Linked DNA regions of Mus musculus: all the other regions are linked to region 2. Evidence: chromatin contacts called from public Hi-C and HiChIP or PLAC-seq data. All regions are on one chromosome and are shown on one strand. The core of a region is the stretch at or near the end of the contact, and the rest is flanking DNA. Distances in the headings are between cores, read along the strand shown.

What was found. Hi-C and Micro-C count contacts between places; a contact is called where the count stands out from the background. HiChIP or PLAC-seq counts read pairs in DNA pulled down with a chosen protein or histone mark.
Region 1: a contact with region 2 is called in a Hi-C map of tail fibroblasts, with 4 times the contacts expected there. The contact joins two enhancer-like sites. A contact is called at or near these places in 1 of 39 promoter capture datasets (hippocampal neurons), 2 of 15 datasets of contacts at CTCF or cohesin (the NIH/3T3 cell line and embryonic stem cells), 63 of 484 Hi-C or Micro-C datasets (3T3-L1-derived adipocytes, the C2C12 cell line, the C3H10T1/2 cell line and 35 more) and 6 of 115 datasets of contacts at active chromatin or transcription factors (the NIH/3T3 cell line, bone marrow-derived dendritic cells, a colorectal cancer cell line and 3 more).
Region 3: a contact with region 2 is called in an H3K27ac HiChIP or PLAC-seq map of a colorectal cancer cell line, with 4 times the contacts expected there. The contact joins two enhancer-like sites. A contact is called at or near these places in 1 of 15 datasets of contacts at CTCF or cohesin (the NIH/3T3 cell line), 21 of 484 Hi-C or Micro-C datasets (the C2C12 cell line, the C3H10T1/2 cell line, the MC38 cell line and 10 more) and 2 of 115 datasets of contacts at active chromatin or transcription factors (a colorectal cancer cell line and embryonic fibroblasts).

What each region holds. Positions count from the first base shown.
Region 1 is chr4:56,488,106-56,492,476 of GRCm38.p6, forward strand. No RefSeq gene overlaps it. Among named protein-coding and RNA genes, the nearest start is that of Gm34628, 12 kb to the left of the region's middle. Within about 2 kb of position 1,421, at least 12 of the 459 cell types and tissues checked have an H3K27ac peak or open chromatin away from gene starts, as enhancers often do. A contact at or near this core is called in the C2C12 cell line, the C3H10T1/2 cell line, the NIH/3T3 cell line and 4 more, where this site is marked.
Region 2 is chr4:56,371,211-56,375,846 of GRCm38.p6, forward strand. No RefSeq gene overlaps it. Among named protein-coding and RNA genes, the nearest start is that of Gm42291, 58 kb to the left of the region's middle. Within about 2 kb of position 3,256, at least 59 of the 459 cell types and tissues checked have an H3K27ac peak or open chromatin away from gene starts, as enhancers often do. A contact at or near this core is called in the C2C12 cell line, the C3H10T1/2 cell line, the NIH/3T3 cell line and 4 more, where this site is marked.
Region 3 is chr4:56,470,296-56,475,138 of GRCm38.p6, forward strand. All of the region lies in intron 1 of Gm34628 (a long non-coding RNA gene), which reads right to left. Among named protein-coding and RNA genes, the nearest start is that of Gm34628, 5.7 kb to the right of the region's middle. Within about 2 kb of position 1,421, at least 1 of the 459 cell types and tissues checked has an H3K27ac peak or open chromatin away from gene starts, as enhancers often do. A contact at or near this core is called in a colorectal cancer cell line, where this site is marked.

The DNA of each region.
Region 1 (4,371 bases), core at 171-2,670, 120 kb after region 2:
TGTTGGATATTTATATGAAGATGACTAAGTCATTGTCTCAGATAGTATATGTAGGGACTGGTCAAGCAAAGTTTTAATTTTATATTTAATTATTTAATTTATTTAATGTGTTCTTAGTTGAAATAAAATTAGATCACTTTCCTTCCTCCAGTCCCATACCAGCCACCTTTCCCCATTCCCTTCCTGTTTCCCATTCTCAAATAAATAGCCTCTTTTTCTTGATTACTGTCACCCACACATATGTGAACACAAGTATAGTTAAATAAAAACTGATGATACTAGTTTGTTCTCTCTCTCCCTCTTCCTCCCCCTTTCCCTCTCTCCCCACCCCCCCAGCACATGTGCACATATATGTGTCCATTGTACAATGGGATTCATCCCTGAGAGAGACTGATTCTTCTTCTCACAGCCATCAATAGTTACCTATAAATTTTTGTCTAGGGCAAGGACCCTGTGAAATCTTCCCCTTTCCATATTAGCATTCCACTGATATTCCACTGATATCTCTTACTTAAATTCAACAAAACCATTATTTTAATCAAAATGAAACTAAAACAAAAATTATCATCTCTTCTTCTGCTTCTCTTATGCCTTGGGCCACAAATTTTAACAAAGAATCTATATAATCTATAAATCACCAGGATCTATACCATCAGATGGAGTCTACCTCTACTCTAAACCTATATTTATCATAAATGTCATAAATGTATTCTAGAAGGCTTCTGAACTCTTGGGGGAGTTTAACGTAAGATGCCCACAGAACTGAACACCCCCAAAAGCCAGTGCTAATTAAAGGTCAATTGTTAGAAATGGAGTTCTAAAGGAGTGGACAGACGTGCTCTGCTTTGTGTATGTCACTTTGTACTGGTGGCCATTCACTTTAACCAATACCCATCACAACCAAGATTGTATCAGAGATTCATCACAATTTATCTCCTTTGAGAGGCTAGAGAGGCTCCTTTTTGCTCTCTTGAAAAACCCGGGAAATAGCAAAAATGTTAACTAACCCTCCAACGTGTCTGATCAACTCCTCTGTTTTAGAATATAGCTCCAGACATACTTTGGTCTCCTCCACAATTACAAGTCATATTCACTATAACTGCCTGAGGAAGGCCTAGCACTTTCCTAGTAAGCTGAAAGTGTAGTTGAGAATTCACAGTTGCAACTTGTACAAAAATGGGATTTCCAACAGACCTACACTCTCCTCCAAAGAAAGCTTGTCTGTGTAAACTTATCTCAAAAACAAAAACTGAACCAAACTCACAAAACACTCCTAAGAAGGCTCAAGCTTCACACTGAAACCTGCAGCAGAAACCTCTAGAGAAGACTGTAGGAAAGAACTGGGTCTTTTCCTTCTTCAAACTGAGGCTCAAGCAATAACTAGCCAAGTGTGACTCAGAAGATGTATCTGAGCTTGTGAACAAGGCCCCGGGACTCTGGACTGCGTGATCATCACAGTTCTTGCCATGAGCAAGCAGAGATGCTGTGACTCGTACCTCAGATTCTTTCCTGGCAAGGATTTCTGCAGAGTCCACTCCTTACAGGTAAGACAAGAGTCTGAATAAGTCAAGAGCAGCAGCCCAGTGAATCAACAGGAGGGGCGAGTATACATGCTCACCCACAGAAACCTTGCCCCTGGATAGACTGAAGTATTATGGATAGATGAGGGAGAGATGCCCCTACTAAGGAAGAGCTCACAGCACACTGAGACAACCAGACACATAACCTCACAATGGTCACATACACTGGTGATGTTTCCATGGCTATTAGTTCCACAGAGGAAGCACAAATGAGAAAGTGGTCGATTATTCCTTGAGATCTCATGTGGAGAATGGCATGTGATCTAGATGTCCCAGGGTGACCAAGGAGGAAAAGCATGCAAGGAAGGGAAATAGTTTAGAGGCAAGAAAGTTGCTTCAGCTATTTAGGGTAATGAAGGTCTTCAAGGTCACTGATGGCATGTTTTTAAATGAATCTTCTGTAGATATATTTCAGCAAACTCTCCGAATAGACAGACCTACAGTGTCCCACTGGAGGGATAACAGAGAAAACTGATTGGCCAAAAGTGGGCATGGTTATGGCTCAAGGAAACACTTTGCCTGTGTCTTTCCAACTGTACAAAGGGTGATGATAAGGAAGAAGAAATAGTTCTTTTGATTCGAGGGTCTTTGCTTTAAAAGTTTATTGGCTGAGCAGAGACTTCTACTCTAAATATAGAGCGGTAAAAATGCTGGCGCTAAAGGAACACTCTTGGGCACACTCTGCAAGAGCAAACAAGTGAAGCAGTTATGTAGAAGCATGGCTTTCTCAGCTCAGCTCTCTTCAGAGCAATGAGAAAGAGAGAGAGAAGCTTATATATGATATTATATACACAGTGACTATATATAACACATGTGCGTATATATTATAATGTATATACACATGATATATCTGTGTGTGTGTGTGTGTGTGTGTGTGTGTGTATATATGTATATATATATATATATATATATATTGTGTGTATGTGTGTGCATGATGCACATTCACAAGTGATCATTTGCACCAAAATCCAGTTTCATTGGTTCTCCCTTGGCCATGATTTAATGGAGATGTTTGACAAGATAAAGTGGCTCATTCTTTTAGCCATAGGCTGGCTGGCTTCTGTCCAAGATAAACCTCAGGAGGCCAACTCTCCCCTCCCAGCCTCCAAGGAGACTGTAGGTTATCTGATGAATGGAGCGACCAGCACTGTCTCACTGTTCCTCCGCATGAATTTTAGGAAGAAGATCACCCTGTGGCTCATCAGATGAGCTGCCACTGTGACAGCAAAGGAGAACAAATGAATAGGATGGCGGCAGGTCCATCGGTGTGGGCGACATTGCTCTCTTGATAAATGTTTCTCTCTCTCTCTCTCTCTCTCTCTCTCTCTCTCTCTCTCTCTCTCTCTCTCTCTCTCTCTCTCTCTCTGTCTCTCTCTGTCTCCCTTCCTTCAGAGGAAGGATTTGGGAGTAATGAAAACTGTGGTAGGTAAATCAGAAGGAAAACCACAAGGAGGCACTACCTTAGAGCCACTGGATCTGTGCGTGATCTTACAACAGTCGCTCTGTCCAGCTGCATCCATTTCCCAGTATGATTTTCCACTGACCTCTGTTTGTTTTAAAAGAATGTGAGTCTGAGGCTGATTGATATTTAAAAAAAAAAATGAAGTTCAAACTTAAGATTCAGATAAAAATGCCGTTAATTTGTTCACTATTAAATAACTATTTTGACCTTCTGTTATATACCAGGAATTGTCCCAGATATTGCCTCAGATTTAATGAGTGAGTTGTTCCTTGTTCTAAAAGAATTTGAGGCAGGTTTAATAATTCAGTACCATGAATATCAGCCTTAAGAAAAACAAGGTGACACCAGGTAGGCACACACTCGCACACAAGCACGTGCACACACACACACACACACACACACACACACACAGGTACACACATGCACACATAGAGAAAGAGGGAGGAAGGGAGACAGGGAAGGAGGGAGGGAGAGGGAGAGAAGGAGAGGGAGAGGGAGGGGGAGAGGGAGGGGGAGAGGGAGGGGGAAAGGGAGAGGGAGAGGGGGAGAGGGAGAGAGAGAGAGAGAGAGAGAGAGAGAGAGAGAGAGAGAGAGAGGAAATCAAGTCTATATTTTAGTTATTTGCTAGAGATGGCCCACTAATTTACCTTTGAGCTTCATAGCAGGCAATTCAAAGAAAAAACCATGATCTATTTCAAAATTTTCTGTCTGTAAGACGCAAATAGCATCAAAGCTAATTCTTTAAACTACAGAAACTTAATTCAACAAACATTTGCTCACACCTACTCTGAACCAGGCCCTAAGCCAGGTATTAAAATGAGCAAGATGAGTAAGAGCCGGCGTGTGCCCCTTAACTCTTCCCTCGGCACACACACTGCATGTCAGGGATCGCAGGCTGCCAGTGAGGATCCCTCCTACTCCTGAGCATGCCCTGTGGCCCTGCAGAAACAGAGGATGGAACAACCTTCTAGAGGTCCTCTACGCTTCTGAGAAATTCTAGTGGTGGATTAAAGTGGTGATCTAGAGATGAGAGGATGAGGACAAAACATGGGGCTTTCTCTGAAGCTCGCCGATACCCTCCAGCTGTCTCTGAGCATCTGGAACAAAGTCCATAGCCTTGTAACTAGTTTCATAGGATTCGTTATCAAAAAACTAGTTTGTTGGCTTTTGATGATACCCTTGACTAGTGAAAACCATTCGACCTCCCAGCAAAAGCAGCCCCACCCCACCCCCGTCCAACACGAAATGATAGATTCCAGGCCAAGTGAGACTAACCTCATCTAGCAGATAGGAAAACAGAACCTGACTGAGAAAGGATGCTGTCCACAG
Region 2 (4,636 bases), core at 2,006-4,505:
GAAATATGTTAACAGCTTTTCTTATTTATTTATTTATTTATTTATTTATTTATTTATTTATTGGCCTCTACATGCACGCACGCACACACACACACACACACACACACACACACACACACACACACACACACACACACACACGTCATAAAGAAACACTAGTTAGTAACCCTTCATCTCTAAGGTAACATTAGTGGTTACCTTCCTTTTCTTCTGACACTCTGTGTATGTTATATAGCTATTGTTCAAAACAACAACATCTAATACTTCCATAAATGGTGATCTTTCTCATTTCATCTTTGAGCCTTTGTCTCAGTCATCAGCATAGTGTTTGACACATGAGGGGTATTTCATATGCATTCCACGAATAAATTTCTCTGTTATGAACATCATGTGAAGGAATATTTTGTTATACATGTTATGGGTTCAAATCATTATGAGTGCAATGAATTCCTCTTAGAGCTTAATACTGAAGGCAAAAATACACCCAAAGAACTCTATTTACACACTACTAAGAACATGCCATGCTCTCCTGCCTGCTTAAACCCTGGCACTCTCTAGGCTAAGTTGAAAGATCACCTCTCATCATTACTCTTGATCAAGAATTTCTCATACAGCGGTTTCTCTCTTTTCCTCCTATTCTCCCTGTGTTGTTTTGTCTCTTATCCTTGTTTTACATAAAGTTAAACTTGAGCTGACACACACACTTGTTAGAAGAAATAGGAAGTAAAGAACTAATTAAATGCTGAAAAATAAGAGCTGACAAGATGGCTCAGTGAGCAAAGGCACTTGCAACTAAGCCAGGTGACCTGAGTCCAAGTCCAATAACCTGCATGATGGTAGAAGAGAACCATCTCTCACAAGTTATCCTTGGTCCATACATACTGTGGCTTGTGCATACCCACACCCCATGCCCAGAAAAGAAAATCTGTAAAAATAAAAAAAATGAATAAATAAATATATAAATAAGTGAAGAAAGAATTAAGAAAAGCAGTTAGCATATTTCCAACACCTTCTTCCATAAACCATAGAAATATCCACAGGACACTATTGTATTCTACCTATATCTCATGTATTTCAATAGGAACAAGCTAAGCAGACACACTGTTAAACTATACAAAGACTGTTAAACTAGAAAACAAGAAACAGCTCAACCCTTACTCCTCACTAGACTGTTGAATTTGTAAAAACCTGTTTGACTCCTCTCAATTGAGCAGCCCTCTCTCAGCAGACATTTAGAGCCCTCACTATTTGATAGGAACAATAGAGGATGCTACAGACATTAAATAAGGTGAAGCCGGGCTTTCAAGCTAGAGCAGAGAAAAGCAACACACAGAAAAGCAGAGATGGGTTCACTGCAAGGCATCCTTGCCCTGTGGCATAGGCCAGAAGGGGAAAACACCGAAGTGTACCATCTATGCCAGACTGAAAGCTTCCAGGCTATTTGAAAAGCAGCATTAACCACGCTGATTTTTCAGAGCTGATTGGGACTTATCTACATGAGAAATGGGGCAGGGGAGGGAGAAGAGGGTGTTCCAGGGCTCAGGAAGAGCATGTGAGAAATGATCAGACACGAGGCAGCATGACAAGCCGGGAAGCTACAAATTGTTGGACAATAATATAATGTGCATCCCGCCCACCTCCCAGGGTGGTTGGAAGGATCAGCTGAGCGGATGTATACATGGAAAGTGCTTTTTAAACTCCAAAGCATCAGACTGTATTCAGATGTAAGAGGTTATTATTAGACACTCCATTTTTCCCCTTCCTCCAAATTGGAAACATTTGCCGAAGTAAACATTGCTGATGCATTAGCTGTCAGGATGGTGTATTATATTTGGGAAACATTTGCCAACGTCTGTTCCGTTTTCAAATTCCCAGTCACATGTGGTTTCTGTTTGAGCAAATGCATCAAGTAATAATGAGCTTATTGTTAATTGTGCAATATCAGGCTTTAAGGTGTAAATCATCTCTAGTCCACACTGCCATTATCCCATGTTGATGGTAGACGCTTGCAGTCGTTTCTTAATGAAAACTAATATGTGACTGCTATTGATCTTTTATATTTGTCAAAGTTTATCAGAGGGAAGTCAAGACTTCTGGGGGGGGAGGAAGCTGTATGTAATGTCTACACAATGAGTATACAGATGTGCTTGGGACTGTGTGCACACATGTGGAAGCTAGAGGAAGACATTGAGCCTTTCTCTGTCACTCACGGCCTGAGTGCCCTGAGACAGTGTCTCTCAGTGAACTGGAAGTCTGTCTTTTTAGCTAGCCTGATGGGCCAGCAAGTTCCTGGGACCTGCTTGCCTCTGTTCCCCAGGATTCCAATTAATAGACACACATAGCCACGCCTGGCTCTTTCCCAGGGTTACTGAAGATTCATCTTCAGGTCCTCACACTTGCATGAAAGTGTTCTTTCCCACTGAGCCATCTCCCCAGCATCTCAAGATTCTTAGCACGGACAAGTGTGCTAATATAAATAGATTCCCTCTGAGCAGAGGATAAAAAGAAGTTTGATTGTCTCCACCCAAAAATGGCTTCCCCCCAAAAAAGCTCCATGGAACTCAGATTCAAATATTAATTTGCCTCTGTGATGTTTTAAGAAACAAACACTTCTCTCCAGAGGATACTTCCTCTGTGGTTATAGAGATCAACAGAAAGCATTTAGGGTAGAAAATGAGGGTGACTAAGTCATGCTTGAATTCTTGACATTCACAGACTCAGTCGCTGGAGAGTTTGAATCACTGTTAGTGTGAAGCATCCTCCTTTCTCTCCTTCCTGTGTGAGGGAGACTTGAGGCAGAAAAGAACAACAGAGACGTGTTTTTCATGTTGCCAACAAGCTATATGGATATGGCGTTTTCATATCAAATCCCCCAGAAAATACCTAACATCTCCAAGTTTGTTCCTTGCTGCAGCAAAGGATAGCTAGCTACTCGTTTGGGGAGGTTTGTGTTGCTGGTGAAATTCTCTCTTGAGTCATGATTAACGAAACCACTCATTAGCCGTATTGAACATCGGCTGGGGGGGGGGTGCGTGTGTGGTATTGATAAACTTAAAATACATTTCATTCTTCCTGTGTAGTTGAATCAAAATCAGATCATAGCTCATCGATGATGGACAGGACCTGAAAGGTGATTCTGTATGACTCTTCATTCTATGAATGAGAAATTTTAAGAGGAAAGTCAGCTTATTTGCTAAAGATCAGTCAGTGACTAAGTGGTACAGTCACTCTCAGAGCCTCCAGGGCTTTCTCCTACCCTCACTGTGAACATAAGGCCACTAAGTTGAGGGCTGGGAAGGGGAGCAATTCTGGAATTGGCATCAGCTTGAGGTGGGGGTGGGGTGGCTTCCTTCCAGAGACCCTACTGCCAGCATTCAGTCCCACCACTTGAGGGAGCTGTGGAGACCCTTCTTCCACAGCCTATTGCCCTGCCATTGTGTTCTGAGCAGCCAGCCCTTACTTGGCAACTAAGTGGTATGGGTCTGTGGCAAGGCAAGTAGCCAAAGACGCCAACTCCACTGTGCCTTAACAAGAGCAGTGGCAGAACCCCCAGACAAAATGGGGAAAAAGTGATTTGTTGTAGAATTCTTGTTAGTCTGGTCAGTTCCCATTCGCCTGTGAAACCGGATTTGTAGACACATGTACTGGCCAATGACTCAGCCTTAAAAAATAAAGTCATTCATAATTTATGCATAAACAAGAATAGCTTTTGTTTCTGAGGACTCAAGAAGGTTTCATAGCCCTGTCTTGCTGTCCCACTCCGGAGGAGCAGTTCCTGTTTCAAGGCAGTTTCTATAGGCCTATAAATACTTTGATGTTCAAACATCTGGAACTTATATTTGGTGTTGACTAATGAGCATTATTATTTTATTATGTATTTATATGTGATCTAAAAGAAATTTGAGGTTAGATGCCACATAACTCTGTATATACAGCGAACAATGACAAATTCTTTTTACCCATTACATTGATGATTTATTACAGGGCATAAGGAGTTCTGAGTTGTTCACTTGACATATAATTGTGCTTGGGAAGATAGTAATGGTACAGAGAGATGTAAAATTGCCCCTAACGTATATTGTTAAAATACTTTGTAAGTGGACAAAATGGACTCCAGAGGTACTATTTCACTCTTCTTAAAAAAGAAAAAAAAATCAAAGGATGGCCAATATGGCAACAAACTGGAGTTCTTTTGAATAAGTAAAGATGAGCCCTGGTCTTAGAAATACATGTGGGCACGCTTGGAAAGGCAATAAACAATACATAATGGATCTGACTTCAAAGAACGCCTATTGGAGAACCAGACCTATTTCAAAGCCCAATGTTCCATACCTAGTTTGTCTTGGTACCAGTAAGCCACAGGTAAACATGCTAAGATCAAAGGGAAAGGTGGGTGTGTGGAGGGAGGGGTGCGCACTGACTGACATTACTTTCTCCTCAAAGCATTTCCCCGAGGGACCCTGGAGACAGCACCTTGTAAGCGCCTCTGTTGTAGATTCAGGAATTTATCTTAGGAGTGTCAGAAGTACTCCAGTCTGTTAAGCATTGCTTCTCAAAGGCTGCGGTACGGGAGGCACACTGAAGGTGGCATGTACTAGGGATAGCTGTACAGACACAAAGCTGCAGAGAGATAAAT
Region 3 (4,843 bases), core at 171-2,670, 97 kb after region 2:
CCTATTGTTGTTATTCATATTATTTATTGTTACTATTATTAACAGTACTATTATTTTTATTATTGGTGTGTGTACATGTGTTACAGTACAGGTGTGGAGATCATAGAACAACTTTACAGAGTCAGTTCTCTTTTTCTCCACCTTTATATGGGTCCCAGGGGTCAAACTCAGGCCAGCACTCTTCTGTGGTAAGTGCCTTTTTCCTGATGAACTATCTTTCTGGGTCTCTACAAACTCTGGATTCATTTTATTCAATTAGGAATCCCAGAAGTAGAGTACTAACATTCCATGTGCATAGAATTTTGTTCTTGTCATGGTATCCAGAGTTGCTGGAGCTCAATTTAGGATAGAGACTTGAGAGCCAAAAATGTACAGATGAAAGGAGAATGTCCAGAATTATTCTATTAGTGACAGCAATCCACATGTTTGACCACATCTACACATGGCAGAAGTATACAGTATGGCAAGTGGGGATATTCAGCCATTCCCTCAATAAACACTCAAGAAAGCCCTTCTCTATGCTTGAACTTCAAATAGCAAACAAAAGTTGACACTGTCTCTGATCTCAGTTGCTTACCATCTGAAGAAGAGGCACACATCACCAAAACTGTCTCAGACTCATACACAGGGACCTGGGACACGTGATGCAATAGCTTTCATGCCATGAGAGTGTTGAGCCTTCAAACTAGAAATTCCAAGGGTGAACTCTCATGCTATGAAATGCTAAAGCAAGCAGGTGTTTGTAGTGGAGAGAGAAGACTATTTCATGCAGAAGGAAACCACATGCAAAGGTGCCAAGTCAGATGAGGAGAAGAGAATAAAACTGGAGAGATGGCTCTGAGGTTAAGAGCATATATGTTCAGTTCCAAGTACCCATAGAAGGCAGCTCACACCTCCATAACTCCAGTTCCATGGGATCATGTGCCCTGTTCTATCCTTCTTGGACACCTGCATTCATGTGCACATACTCGTACATGACCACACAGACATACGTATGACTAAAGACAAATTAAATATGTTCTTTAAAGTCTGCTCTTTGAGTACTAGGGACTAGGTCTGGGGCTTCAACATTCTATCCAAGCTCTAAACCCACTTATTACATTATTGTGAGAAAAGGTCTCATTAAGTTTGCCAAGGCAAGTCTTGAACTTGTGATCCTCCTGCCTCAGCCTCCCAAGTAGCTGAGCTGACAGGTCTATGCCACCAGGCATGGCTGTCAATCTGATCTTGAGTGGAAAATGTCTTCTAGGAGAATAAGACCCATCCAAATGTGGCGGTGAGTTAAATGAAATATCAGGATATAAACTCTTCGGTCAAAGACGTTTTGTCACCCATTGATGTATCTAGAATAGTGTTTGGATTGTGGGATGACTCAGTAAATACTTGTTGAATGAATTTTAGGAAAAGATATGCAGAGCCAGAAGAGGAAGCATCACTTCCAGGGATGGAAGAATGTGTCACGGAGCAGCATATGAGACCATGTAAGGTCCTGCTTAATGGAAACAGAGAATCAAAGTGTCCTGAGGAGGTGCTCCAGGGAGAAAGACCTGCTCAGGCAGAAGGCAGAAAGGCCAGAATTACCTAGACAGAATGAGTTCACTGGAATGCAGGGTGCATGTAGGGAGTCATCTCAGGTGAGATCACAGAGGTAGGTTAAGGTGAACTACAAGGGGGCCATCTTGAACGCCAAAGTTTATTTTCCGAACTGGTCTGTGTCTCTTCACTTGCATTTGGGTTTCTCACTCGTGAGAACGTTGTGTGTAAGAGAAGATAGGGGCCAAGAAATCTAGCTCTCTAGAAGCAAGAACTCCACACCAATGTGATGACAGATCTCTTTCTTTGTTCTCTATTTGGGAATTCCAGAACACAAGCCAATCCCTCCTCAGTGGGGCCACCCGGAGCAAGTCTTCCTTGTATCTGACACGTGGATCTCTCAGCCCCAGCTTATGCTTGCTGTACCCTTTGGGAGGCAGAGATATGGAGCTATACAAATGCCAGCTGGAATTCCAGTCCGATCCATGGAGAAGCATGTGCTGCAGCTCCGCCCTGCGGAAGTTCTAAAGGAGTGCTGAGCCCACCGAGACTCCAGGCTCCTTCTGCTTGCCACTACTAATATACATCCAACTGCCTTGGACAAATCAGAGCTGTTGGAATAAATTACTGATCACAAGACTTCTGAGTGTTAGCTGGAGAGAGGAGTATAATTCAAGAAACGCAGATTTTTGAGATACAAGGAAGCAGTTGAGTGAGGAGAGATGGAGCAGCAGAGAGTGCATAGAAGGTGGAGTGGGTCTGGCACATCATCCAAGTTTCATTAAGTGTTTGTTCCATGCCTCAGTGGATTCTGCAATCATCTCTATAAGCAGAATAACCCTACACACCTATATCTTCTCTAGCCCACCTATGCTAAGCACTGCAGACCTAGGCAACGCCCAAGTTTCTACTCCTCTGAGTCCTAAGTGTAACATTCTTCTCCCTCCTGTCTGGAGCTCTGTTAACACTAGAAGCAGGGCTGTGATCAGTAGAGGGCTTCTTAGTTCAAGGTATATCTCCAGTTTTCTTGGCACCTTTGTATCATCCAGCCTTCCCACCTCAGCAGGGATGGAGCAATGAAGCATCCATTGTATGCCAGCTATATGCCAAGAACTCTCCTTACATTTTTTTTCAGACAATCCTTCATGCCTTATGAAACAGGTACCACAATCTCCTACTCCACAAATTCAAAAATTACAAAATCACTTGCCCAAGGACATAGAATAGGCCAATGACCCAGTGAGACTTAAAGCCTCTCTGTTGCCTGGTTTGGAACATGTAGTCATCTCTGTGCAGCATCAAGTTGCCTTTTGGTAGAATTGTTGTGAGAACAGGTCAGGAACCACACTTGCCCCAAAGGAGAATTTAGAGTCATGGGGCTTGGGACTGATGAGGAACAAACAGAGGCCCCCAACATCTAGAAGCCTCAAGCCACATGATAGCTGGACTGGACAAGTCATAAAGGTTTCTCTCCTCCCTGAGGTACTTCACTCCATGTTCCCAGAGATAAAGAATCCCTCCCAGCTTGCTTTCAGCATCAGAGATACTCTCTTCCTTTATACAAGCCAGCCCAAGAAACCCTAGAAGCACATAGGATTGGAATCAAAGCTGCAGCGAGGCCTCCCAGAGCATTCTGCCTGGGGATGCTGACAGATTGCTAAAGTTGCTGGGAGGTCTGCTAGGCTCTGTGGTGGGGCTGAGGACATCATCCATCCATCCATCCACATGAGAGTGCCTGAGGGGGAAAAGCCTCATGGCTCGCAGCCCAAGATGGCTTTCTTTCCTCCAGTCAGGCTTGAGAGTGAAAATGACCTCAACTTCCATCGGCCTTTGAGTTCTTACATAGCAGCTGCCAAGAGTCCAGGGTCTCCAGAAGCAAATGGGAAGGCTCAAAGCAGCTTCAAGGATCCTAGACATGCTCATTCTGGTCTCATCCAGAAAGTAGCACCTCATGGCACCTCTAAAGCACCTCATGGTACCTCTATAGTGGGTGCCTAGGATAAAGGCAACACAGTTCCCTAAGGGAATGAAGATAGAAACAAGTCTCTTAGATCCTCCTTCCAGACTCTTGTCTTAAAGTTCACAGAGAAGTTGCCCCACATCTGGACAAAAAGGCTTTCTTCATCTCTTGAATTCCAGGTAGAAATTCCATACTGTCTGGTCAGGTCTGTTTGTGCTGCAATCGGAATACTGAGTGTTCAGTAGCAGGTGTTAGCATGGAATAAATAGAGGAGTAACTCCCAGAGTTATGTGCTGCAGAAGTCTCTGCCATATTTACTCAAATACTTGATCTTTCTCCCCTCCCAACTGTCTGAAGGCCAAGAAGGAAATATTTGGGAACATTGTTTTCATATAGGCTCTCCTGTGCTGAGATCCCAAGGCTGTCAGCAGCCTCGGCTAAGGCAGGAGGCTTCAGCAAGGGTTCCAGCTGAGGCAGAGGGAGGGAGGCTGACCGCATCCTCACCATTAGCGTAATAATCACTTCCTCTTTAGTTTAAAGGGTAGCAATAATTTCTTTTGGTGCATTTCTGTAAAACACTCTGTGTGCCTATGAAGTCACTGAGAGAGGAAATTAAAAATTAGTCACCTTTATTACTGAGTGAATAACACAGTAACCACTCTTGACTTGGGCAAGGAAGAAACAAGAAGCAGAAACCCCACTGAAGCAACGGTAGGAGCAGTCTTTGCTGACACAGGAGTGGCTTGGACTTCAACATCTCCTGTCACCTGTCAGCAGTGTGACCTAGAGATTTTTTGTGAGCACCAATTTGGATATCGGTGCATAAAACAACCCAATCAACTGAGTCACATCGTACTAAGAAAAACTGATCGTTTATGTTTAGCAGAATTGAACTGATTGAGTTAGCAATGATTCAAAAAAAAAAGAGGTCAGCCATCAGAACCAGAAGGGTGGTATAGGGCTGGCTCTGTATCATGGGAAGACAGCACTTAGAGACAGGAAACTGAAGGCAGGTATACAGATGGCTAGGTCAGTTACAGCCTAGCACTGACATCCCATACAGTGTCTGATGGGATATCTTCCATAGAAGGCAGAAGTGAGACTACTATGATTCCTTGAGACTCTACTATTGCATTTATGACAAATATATAGTATGGTAGACATTTCAGTTAGTGTGTGAATAAAGGTAAATTGTAATTTGCTTCAAACATATACTTCAGCAAATCTTTTACTTGCTGTGTGAATGAAGGCAAATTACACTTTATTATCTAAGCACTCAAAGTTAAAGAGGCAGCCAAATTCAACTACTTTCTCCAATGTGGAGAAGGACATACAGAAAACTGCTTAGCA